Linked DNA regions of Zea mays: region 2 is linked to region 1. A link is a contact called in public Hi-C data. All regions are on one chromosome and are shown on one strand. The core of a region is the stretch at or near the end of the contact, and the rest is flanking DNA. Distances in the headings are between cores, read along the strand shown. Region 1 holds the start of LOC100283898. Region 2 holds the start of LOC100279895.

Region 1 (4,375 bases), core at 1,090-3,589:
CATGGTCTAGCACCCAGAAGACCCAAGGCACCCCCTTTTGTTTCACTTCGTTACATGTGAATTCCGAAGGCGGACATCGACCGTGCAATTGTTCTCGATCTTGTGCTTCCGAAGAGTATCCCCAAGAGCCAGAACACGCCCCCTGTAGTGCAGGTAGTAAACACCTGTGTTGACCTTAAGCTTTTCTTCAATCACCTTCATGATTTCCTCTGCAGTGTCACAAGTCCTCATTGATAACACTAGATTCCTCCCCTCATATGTCTTGACGAAGAAGTTGACTTTATGATACAGAGCGACAATGTCGTTGTTCTTGATGCCTTGATTCTGCAGTGTTTCAATGTCTTTGAGTACTGTGTTAGCGCCACCAGGTTGAGTGTGCATGAGTATCTGTGTTCTTGCAGGTAAACCCTCCAAGGTGTCGATCATCAACTTGACATCAGCAACAGTATACCAGCTTTTGACATCCAGATTCAGAGTTTCTTCACCATCAACATCCACGGAGATATGCAGCCTGTCGGTGGGGCGGACCAAAACATGCAGGGTGTGGCCATTGCTCAAGCCACACTGACTCAACAACTTGTTGTCCTCAAGCTTTTGGCATCCATGCATCAGGATTTGTTCATCCAGAGGAATTCCCCCCATCTGTTCGATCATCGCCTTGACATCAGCAACACTCTGGGATTTCATCACATTGAGCTTGATGGTCTTCCAAACAGAGGGGATACTGACAGAGATCTGCATCCCATCAGTTACATAAAGGTCGACACAAGAGTTTGTCATGATGTTGTAATCAGCAAGTCTGTTGTCCTTCTCCAAATGACTTCCAGCAAAAAAGAGCTCTTGCTGGCTATTGTCAATCCCCTCTAAAGCACCAATCTTAGACTTAATCTGATCTATGGTATCAGTGGACTTCACGTCAAGCAGAACTGTTTTCATCATCCTAATATAAATCTGCAGAGAGGACAGCGGAACCAAAAAAAAATAATAAGTAATCTTCAATCTTTCATAAAAAATATAATGTGTCGAACTTTGCAGTAAAAGAACATCAAAGCAAGAATGCAGGTAGTTGTACAAAGCACAAGAAAATAATAAAAACTGATCCAGTAAACACCACACATAAACCTTAATCCCTTTTGGTATTACCTACTTTCCTTCACAACGTATAGCAATAGTTAGTATCCAACCAACTCGTACCACTATCCCTTTTTGATACTATAGCAATTAATGCTAAGAATGCTGATGAAATCTTAGTGCTAAATAACTTCCAAGAACTTGTAAAGGTTGATGCTAGTGCACAGGAGCAAGTGCACATTGTACAGCACCGACTGCAGTTACTTTGAGGAACCAGTTGCAGCGTCAGACGACCTGGTGTTCAGATGAAGCTCCCGACCACCATGTAACTGTAGTCCAGCTTATGAGCCCTTTAACTCAAGACTCACATAATCATCTATTTGTTTTCTGGTAATCTAAATTTCCACGGCTCTTGTTCAAAAAAGAATATCTAAATAAAACCCTGTTTTTTATATCAAAGCCTTGACTTTGTGTTTAGTCCTGGACAAAAAAACTCCCAAAACCTGGCAGCCAGATTAAGACCCCTCTAGATTATATAAGTTGGATTATAATAGAAGAGTAATATGTTAAAATATCATTTTGGTATCACAAATAAGCTGCTAGCTTATTTGTTGTACCAAAGTGATATTTTATCTTCCTACTCTTCTACTATAATCTAACTTATATAATTTAGAAGTAAAACAAACAGACCTAAGAGCAAAATCCTCACAAAAAAGGCTCAATATGCAAACGACGTCAAGAGCATTGACGCACAAAACCTGCTTCACCACTAGTACTCTGTTACAGAAAGTATCACGCCGCGACCAAAACCGTCTCGAAAACCGGGATAAACATGGATACCGCCCTACAAGGCTAAACTAAACCCAAAACCCTCGTCATGGTAGAAGCGATCGATCGGGCATGAAAACCGGGACCCCAATTCGGCCGCGAACACCACCCCGCACGCGCTCCCCTCGCATCCTCGAGAGGTGTCGACGTCCTCGGACCTCGGTCCTCCCACTCCTGGCCGCGACCCGCACTCCGACCCGCCGCGAACAGACGACCTAACGGTACGGTGAACCGAGGCCCAAGAGGAAGCGATGCGAACCTTGTAGTTGGGCTGCTGGCCCTGGCGGGAGTCCATGGCGTCCCGCTTCGTCCACCGCCGCCGAGTCGCCGCGCAAGCTCGTGTGGTGGCGTAATGGCAGTAGCACTGTAGCAGCAGCCAGCAGGTGGTGAGCAGGGGGAAAGCTTTCGCGTTTTTCCTTCTCCTTGCTTTTCACTACAAATGGCCTTTTCAGTTCCGCTCTCACTGCAAATGGCGTAGCGCCCGCTGGTGCCATGGATGGGCCATTCTAATTTGTTGCGTCTGGCTGGGCTTTGCACCCGAACCACCTGTCTGGGCGCCTGGCGCAAGACGCTTGCCAGGCCCAGCACTTGATGGGCCGAGATGGGATCCTATATGGCACACTCCACAAGATGGCGCGAGAGAATCTCAGTGAGGGATTGTGATATTGTTTGGAGGCAAATAGAATAGAAAATCTTAAATGAATTGATACTAAAGGAACATTTGAGAGCTGCTACTTTGAGGCTAATCATAAAGCTAAAAAGATAGGATTGTTCAAAAGACCTATGTTTTGCTTGACGAAAATCTAAGTCTAGACAAGAATGTTGGGACATTGTTGAAGGGTACTTTTATGAGAATGGTGAATGATTTTCTATTTAGGACGGGATAGGGTTCCGATAGATCTAGATGAAGTCCAGGATTGCTATGGGGAGTAGAGATTATCATATAGAACTTTCCATTTTAGCTACTGCTATTTTATGTGGTTTGTGGAATGTACGAAACAAAATAGGGATAGAGCATCACATTTTCGAAGAGTTCTAATGAAAACTTTCATAAAATCTTCACTTTTTTTACAGAGATGGCACTTTTTTGAGAGAGAGAGAGTGGGATGTCAGATTTTTGGATGATAAGTTGAAGACGATGAAATGGCGGCTTCAAGGGTTTTGGAGAAGGGCCGAAGACATGGATGTTGAAGATGTTCTGTAGGCTAGTTATTGGTAGTTGATTCTGGTTGTTGCTTCAGGTTCAGGCCTCTCTGGCGTCTTGTCTTCTGTTTCTTTGTTCGCTTGTTTCTGTCCCGCGGTCTGCTTTGTAAGATGGTTTATTTCACAGTAGATTAGTGGTTATATATGTGATGACTCTTTAATTTTAGCTTCTATAAAACCTGGTTCACTCCCGTCGTCAAAGAAGATCTCAGAGAGACGCAACAATCAGAAGGGAAACATTCTTCTTTGGGTTAAGTTCGCGACATGGTTGGTAGCCAATCACCATCGTCTCCCGCAACACACAGCCCAACCCCATGGATCCTTCCTCCCACACCCGTTGCAGTACCGTGGCACAGTTGGTTTATAGCGCATCAAATGGCTGGTGCGGACGCCGTGGTCCCAGCTCCCAGCCAACCAAAGGCGCCAATGGCTCCATCGCCGGCCGGCCCGCCGTGGCGCCGGATCCAGCGCCGAACCGAGCCATTGTACCTGCCTTGCTCTATAATAATTGTACTGTAGGCCCGTCCTTCCTCGGTAGCCTGTACGGCTGTAGCCATTGGACCAGGAGACCATGCACGCATGTGCCTGATGCTCCCTGCTCCTCCTGTCTCTCATCAGCGAACTGGGCGCTGCAGGCATGGAGAGGCCGAGAGAGCTAGCTAGGCGGATGGTGTGCGAGCCGAGCTACCTCTCTGAAAAGGCCTGCGCCGGGCCTTCAATTCGCTTGAATTAAACCATGGGCAGTTCAATTCGCCTGAAACAATTCACCTACCCCTATATACTGGCATTCTTTCAACGCGGTCGATCGGCGCAGTTCTCTCTGCTCGTATAGCCGAAAACCATGGGCAGCGCACCAGCGCTAGGATATACTGAAACAGTGGGTGCTGTTGCTCGCTCAGCTCGCTCGGGTGGTATTTGTATCAGGAAGCAGCAGCAGGCCGGCTTGATTTTTCATGCATGTGCAATGTGTCTACTGTTGTAAAATATAATATTAACAATAGAGATGTTAGCGTTTCGATCCGAGGATCCAACCAACTAGTGAATTAGTACTGTGTGCCTAGATCTAGATGTGTGATGCAAGGAGACACAAGTCTTTATTCTGGTTCGGATAAGAGAAGCTCCTCCTTCTAGCAAAGGAGAATGAGACTTATATTACTTGCACACAAGTGGTTGTAGTATGGGATACAAGCCGGTAGGGAGAGGGAGAAGTTTTCAAGCTCCTGTTGATGATTGAGGCAAGTGTCAATATCAGTCGTAGAGGTAAAAACCGCGA
Region 2 (4,375 bases), core at 629-3,128, 300 kb after region 1:
ACCAAGTCTATAGATTCGAGGGTTGGATGACAGAGTTAAGGACTCGACTAGAAGACAAAACAAGTCAGTCACAAACAATTCAAGACGTTCAAGAAGATTCAATAGAAGAGTCTCATCAACATGAGTTAATGATTCAACCAAATAAAAATCGAAGACTATTGTCAAGAATATATATACTAGGGGTACCTGGATCAATCTCAACGAGAAGGATATGTAAGATTGGCCATGAGCTTGGCTGAGAGCCCATAGACTCGTCCATCATGATCAGAAGGAGGTCTACCACCAATAGGATTACAGAAGCACAAACACGACAAAGGTCTTATCCGAATAGAAGATATGATCAAGATCCTAACAGATAAGACAAAGGTTCTATCGGATAATACAAAGATCCTAACAGATAAATGATAAGTCAAAGATACACTTGTAATCATATAATTGGATTCATGTACAATTAGGTAACCGATTTGATACCATTATGGACTAGGTATTAATCGCCCCCTTCTTAGAAGCAGGAGCAGGGAGCCCTCAAGTAGATCCCATGAGATCATATCAGATGAGTTTTTATTAGAAAATACAAAAACACCACCATAAAGCGGACACATAATATCATCTTAAATCAAGAGGCCCGAATCTATCTTAATTTTCATGTCTCCTATGTCATACCTTTAGTTTTTGATCTCGTGATCTATCTCAATTCATTATCGAAAAATTCTCCATAAACAGTATGTTAATTTTGATTGTGCCATTCAGAGAGCTATGTTCCAGAAATATATTTTCAACACAAATTTTCATCAGTAGTATCTCCACATTATACATTAGTAGATTAATTAACAACGTGATTACGCACCTCGAACCGGTAGGTCTGTTTGGTTGATGTTGTGGCTGTGGAAAAAACTGATGTAGGCTGTAAACTGTGAAAAAACTGTTGTGTGATGTGAGCTATTAAAAATCCTAAAATCGTTTGGTACCATCAAAAGCCGCTAGAAGCAGGTCCAGAGTTGCTTTCAGTTTTACAATACGAGAAAGTCGGATTTTAGGAAAAAGTTGTTTATTGGATCCATTCCTTTAGTTTAGCTTTTGGCTTTTATGGAACAAAAGCCAAACCAAACACACTCCAAGGGTCTGTTTGGTTGGGTTGTGACTGTGAAAAAAGTTGTTGTTGCCTGTGAGCTATAAAAAAAGCTTATATGGGGTGTGATCTATTAAAAAGTTAAAAATTATTTGGTGGAATCTCTAAAGCCGCTAAAAGTTCTTACATTTATATTTTCTCAGTTTATTCAAAAGCTACTAAAAGTAGGTCTAGAGGTGCTTTCATGTTTGTCCTACGAAAAAGTCGTGTTTTAGGGCTAGATTGGGAACCCTATTTTTCAAAAAAAAATTTATTTTCTAAAAAAAACAGTTCATTTTCGTTTGTGGAAATGAATCCTTAAAAATGTTAATTTCTGGTTGCAGTCCTTTAGTTTATTTTTGGTTTTTAAAGGACAAAAACCAAAGAAAAAGCCAAACCAAACACTCAATTCGGTCTCTAAAAGCAAAACCGATCCGCACCGCACAAAATTGTTGCAGTCCTCGCTAAAAGCATAAAAAAGGATTCCGATTCGCTATTCCGTACCGTGTAGTAGCATTCAGCACCGATTCTAGCGTAGTCTACGAGCCAGGCCGGCGTCCCCCAAAATCACCGGCAGGTTTTCCTCGGTTCCCGTTACGTATGTGGACACCTGAACTCAACGCAAAGACCACGAACTGCCGTCAGAGAAGACGCTAGTAAACCGCCCGCCGCCCCAACTCACGAATCGGCACCGCCACCCAACGGGGCTGGTAGAGTACTACTAGTAGTATCCATTCATACGCGCGTGGCCGGTAGGCGCTGTAACCACTTTCTTCTTCTCTTCCAGAAGGCCCAGCCCTCCACCCTCCGGGCACCAGTGCGTGCGCCGTCGACTTCCTCTCACCTTCTCGCTCCTCGAGAACGACTCCATAGCGCACCACACCAGCGCGGCGACAGACAGCCCGCGAGGAGAAAAGGTAGAAGAGGAGGGGCAGGGAGAGCCATACATACTCACCGGTTGGATTCGGTCCAATCCAATCCAGCCGGCCGCGGCGTGACCAGCCGATCCAGAGGGCGCCGAATCGATCTGCGGGGGCGGCGCGGCGATGCGGAGGGCTACCGCTGGGGATCCCGGTCGCCGCGGGGGATGCGCATGAGGGCGTCCGGCCCGCGAATCTTCTGGTTTGGCGGGAGCCCAGGGGGCGCGCACCCCGGATCGGCGGCGCGCGGCGCGGGCAGGATCGTGTCGGTGGGGCTGCGGCAGTGACCGCGGGCGCGGGGGAGGGTGAGAAGCGGCAACTAGCACTTCGAGTCGAGCGGGCGCGATGGTGAGCGGCCACATCTTCCACTGCCGGAAGAACTCGTGGCCGGCGGAGGAGTACGTCGGCCGGACCGCGCTGCAGCTGGTGAGCCCACTTTTTGGCTCCTGCGTCGGCGAATCCGTTCCGTTTCTCGTTTCGTGTTGACTGTTGCTTGCGGGGTGGTCTGACGTTTTGGAGCTTCCTTCGCTGCAGTTGGATTTCGATGGCGGGGCGCCGCCGGAGCAGGCGTGGCGGAGGCGGCTCAACAGCCACGCGAACATCCTCAAGGAGTTCAGTGTCACTTTCATGGAGGCAATGAGGATGGTATGGACGCCTCGGGGATCCGGTCCTCTGTGTTGGGTGTTTTAGGACATGTGCTTTTTCTATTCCTCTTCTAGTTCAAAGCTGTTGCCTTGTTGGTGCTGCCTGCTAAGTTCTGCTCCCGCAATTGCAGATGAGCCTTGGCCTGAGACTATGGTCGTATGTTCGGGAGGAGGCGTCACATGGACGGGTGACATCAGCTATCCTCCTATGCATGATTTTCTTCAGAACACAAATGGATCCAAAAACTGTGCTGACAGGGTGTGATCTGTTGTTGTGCTTGCAGAAAGCACCGATCGATCCGTTCACAAAAGAGCGCTGTAAACCGTCAGCTTCCCAGGGTGTGCCACTTGGTGGGATGGGGTGTGTGCTAATGCCATTGCTTATCTGAACTTCATATATCGATGCATTCTGGAGAACTTTGCCTTCATATCAGCAGTATCGGTTTTTACAGGAGCGGAAGCATTTCGAGAGGTTTCAGGGGAGAGTTCAAGAATTGGCACATCATACCTGGTCTTTGTGAAAGTTCGCCGGTCATGGAGAACCAGTTCTCTGTAATGTTTCTATCTTATCATGCTGTTTCTATTAGACTTTGGTTTGCTGTATGATGTATGTGTGCAATGCTTTATGTACTCTTGAAGCTTGATGTGTATGATGATATGTCCTTTTGAGCACTATAGATGTTTGAAGTATCACTTAAACAAACACATTTTAAGTTCCATGTGCAAATGAGTTATTATATTTTATATAACTATGTGATCAATGCATTTTTTTGGGAGTTCGATAAGATGATATTTCTTTGCTAAGATGGCATAACACTGCCTTTTCTGAATGGTTGCATGCAACCAAGGTTATGATGTCTGGGAAGGTTACTTAATCTTCACAGTTGGCACTTGCTGGTGGGCTGGTTACACTTTTTTCCACTGATATATGAAGTATGGTTGATAGGGGCATTTTTTTTGTCAAGCTATGCATACATTCTATAACGCATTTCGTTTCTTTAGTTGGTGCAATAACTTTAGATTGTTCTTCTTTCATGTACCTGCCTTCGCCCTTTGTAATGCATTTCGTTTCTTTAGCCAGCACAATAACTTTAGACATACCTATTCTAATGTCTTTAAACACTTCATTAAGTTCTTATAATTGATTATATTTCAGGTAGATTACAATTTTACACCTAGCGCCGCAAATTTTTGCAGTATTTTGGCCTTAGTTTTACTATTAAGGCTCAACCTTTGAACAGTTAAATATACTGCTTTTCCAGATATTTGTATCTCGAGACGGGGGTAATAAGAAATACTCATCAGTTTTGGCTCCTGGACATCATGAAGGTCTGAAGTAAGTCACCCATCCTGTTATGTGTGCTTAAAGCTTGCCATCTTATGAGCAGATTATCATGTTAAAATCATACACAAAAACATTTGCTCAAAGTTACTGTTTACTTTATGTCCTGTGCCTACCCTTTTCAATTTGCCTGTTTCTCTTTTTTCCATATTTACCTCTTGAGATCTATATATACGGAACAACTTTTATCTGTATCAATATATTTTGTTATAGTTCTGCCAACTTGGCGATTGAAGGTCAATATGGAATATACTTCCTCTAGGTTCTAAATGATAATATATCTATTGCAATTGGTATTTAGTTTTGGTTCTAGTAAGGTACTATATTGGTGGGAGTGGCATGCTGATCAGATTAACAACTT

What was found. A called contact is a pair of places that touch in the nucleus more often than the background predicts.
Region 2: a contact with region 1 is called in a Hi-C map of leaf, with 5 times the contacts expected there. The contact joins the promoter of LOC100279895 here to the promoter of LOC100283898 in region 1. A contact is called at or near these places in 3 of 25 Hi-C or Micro-C datasets (ear, leaf and tassel).

Annotation. Positions count from the first base shown.
Region 1 is chr1:238,040,399-238,044,773 of Zm-B73-REFERENCE-NAM-5.0, forward strand. It overlaps LOC100283898, which reads right to left and starts at 2,340. Exons shown (of 2, transcript NM_001156796.2): 1 at 2,159-2,340; 2 at 1-951. The coding sequence starts at 2,194. The coding sequence ends at 43.
Region 2 is chr1:238,344,477-238,348,851 of Zm-B73-REFERENCE-NAM-5.0, forward strand. It overlaps LOC100279895, which reads left to right and starts at 1,879. Exons shown (of 18, transcript NM_001361000.2): 1 at 1,879-2,454; 2 at 2,563-2,673; 3 at 2,804-2,860; 4 at 2,957-3,033; 5 at 3,125-3,224; 6 at 3,935-4,008. The coding sequence starts at 2,374.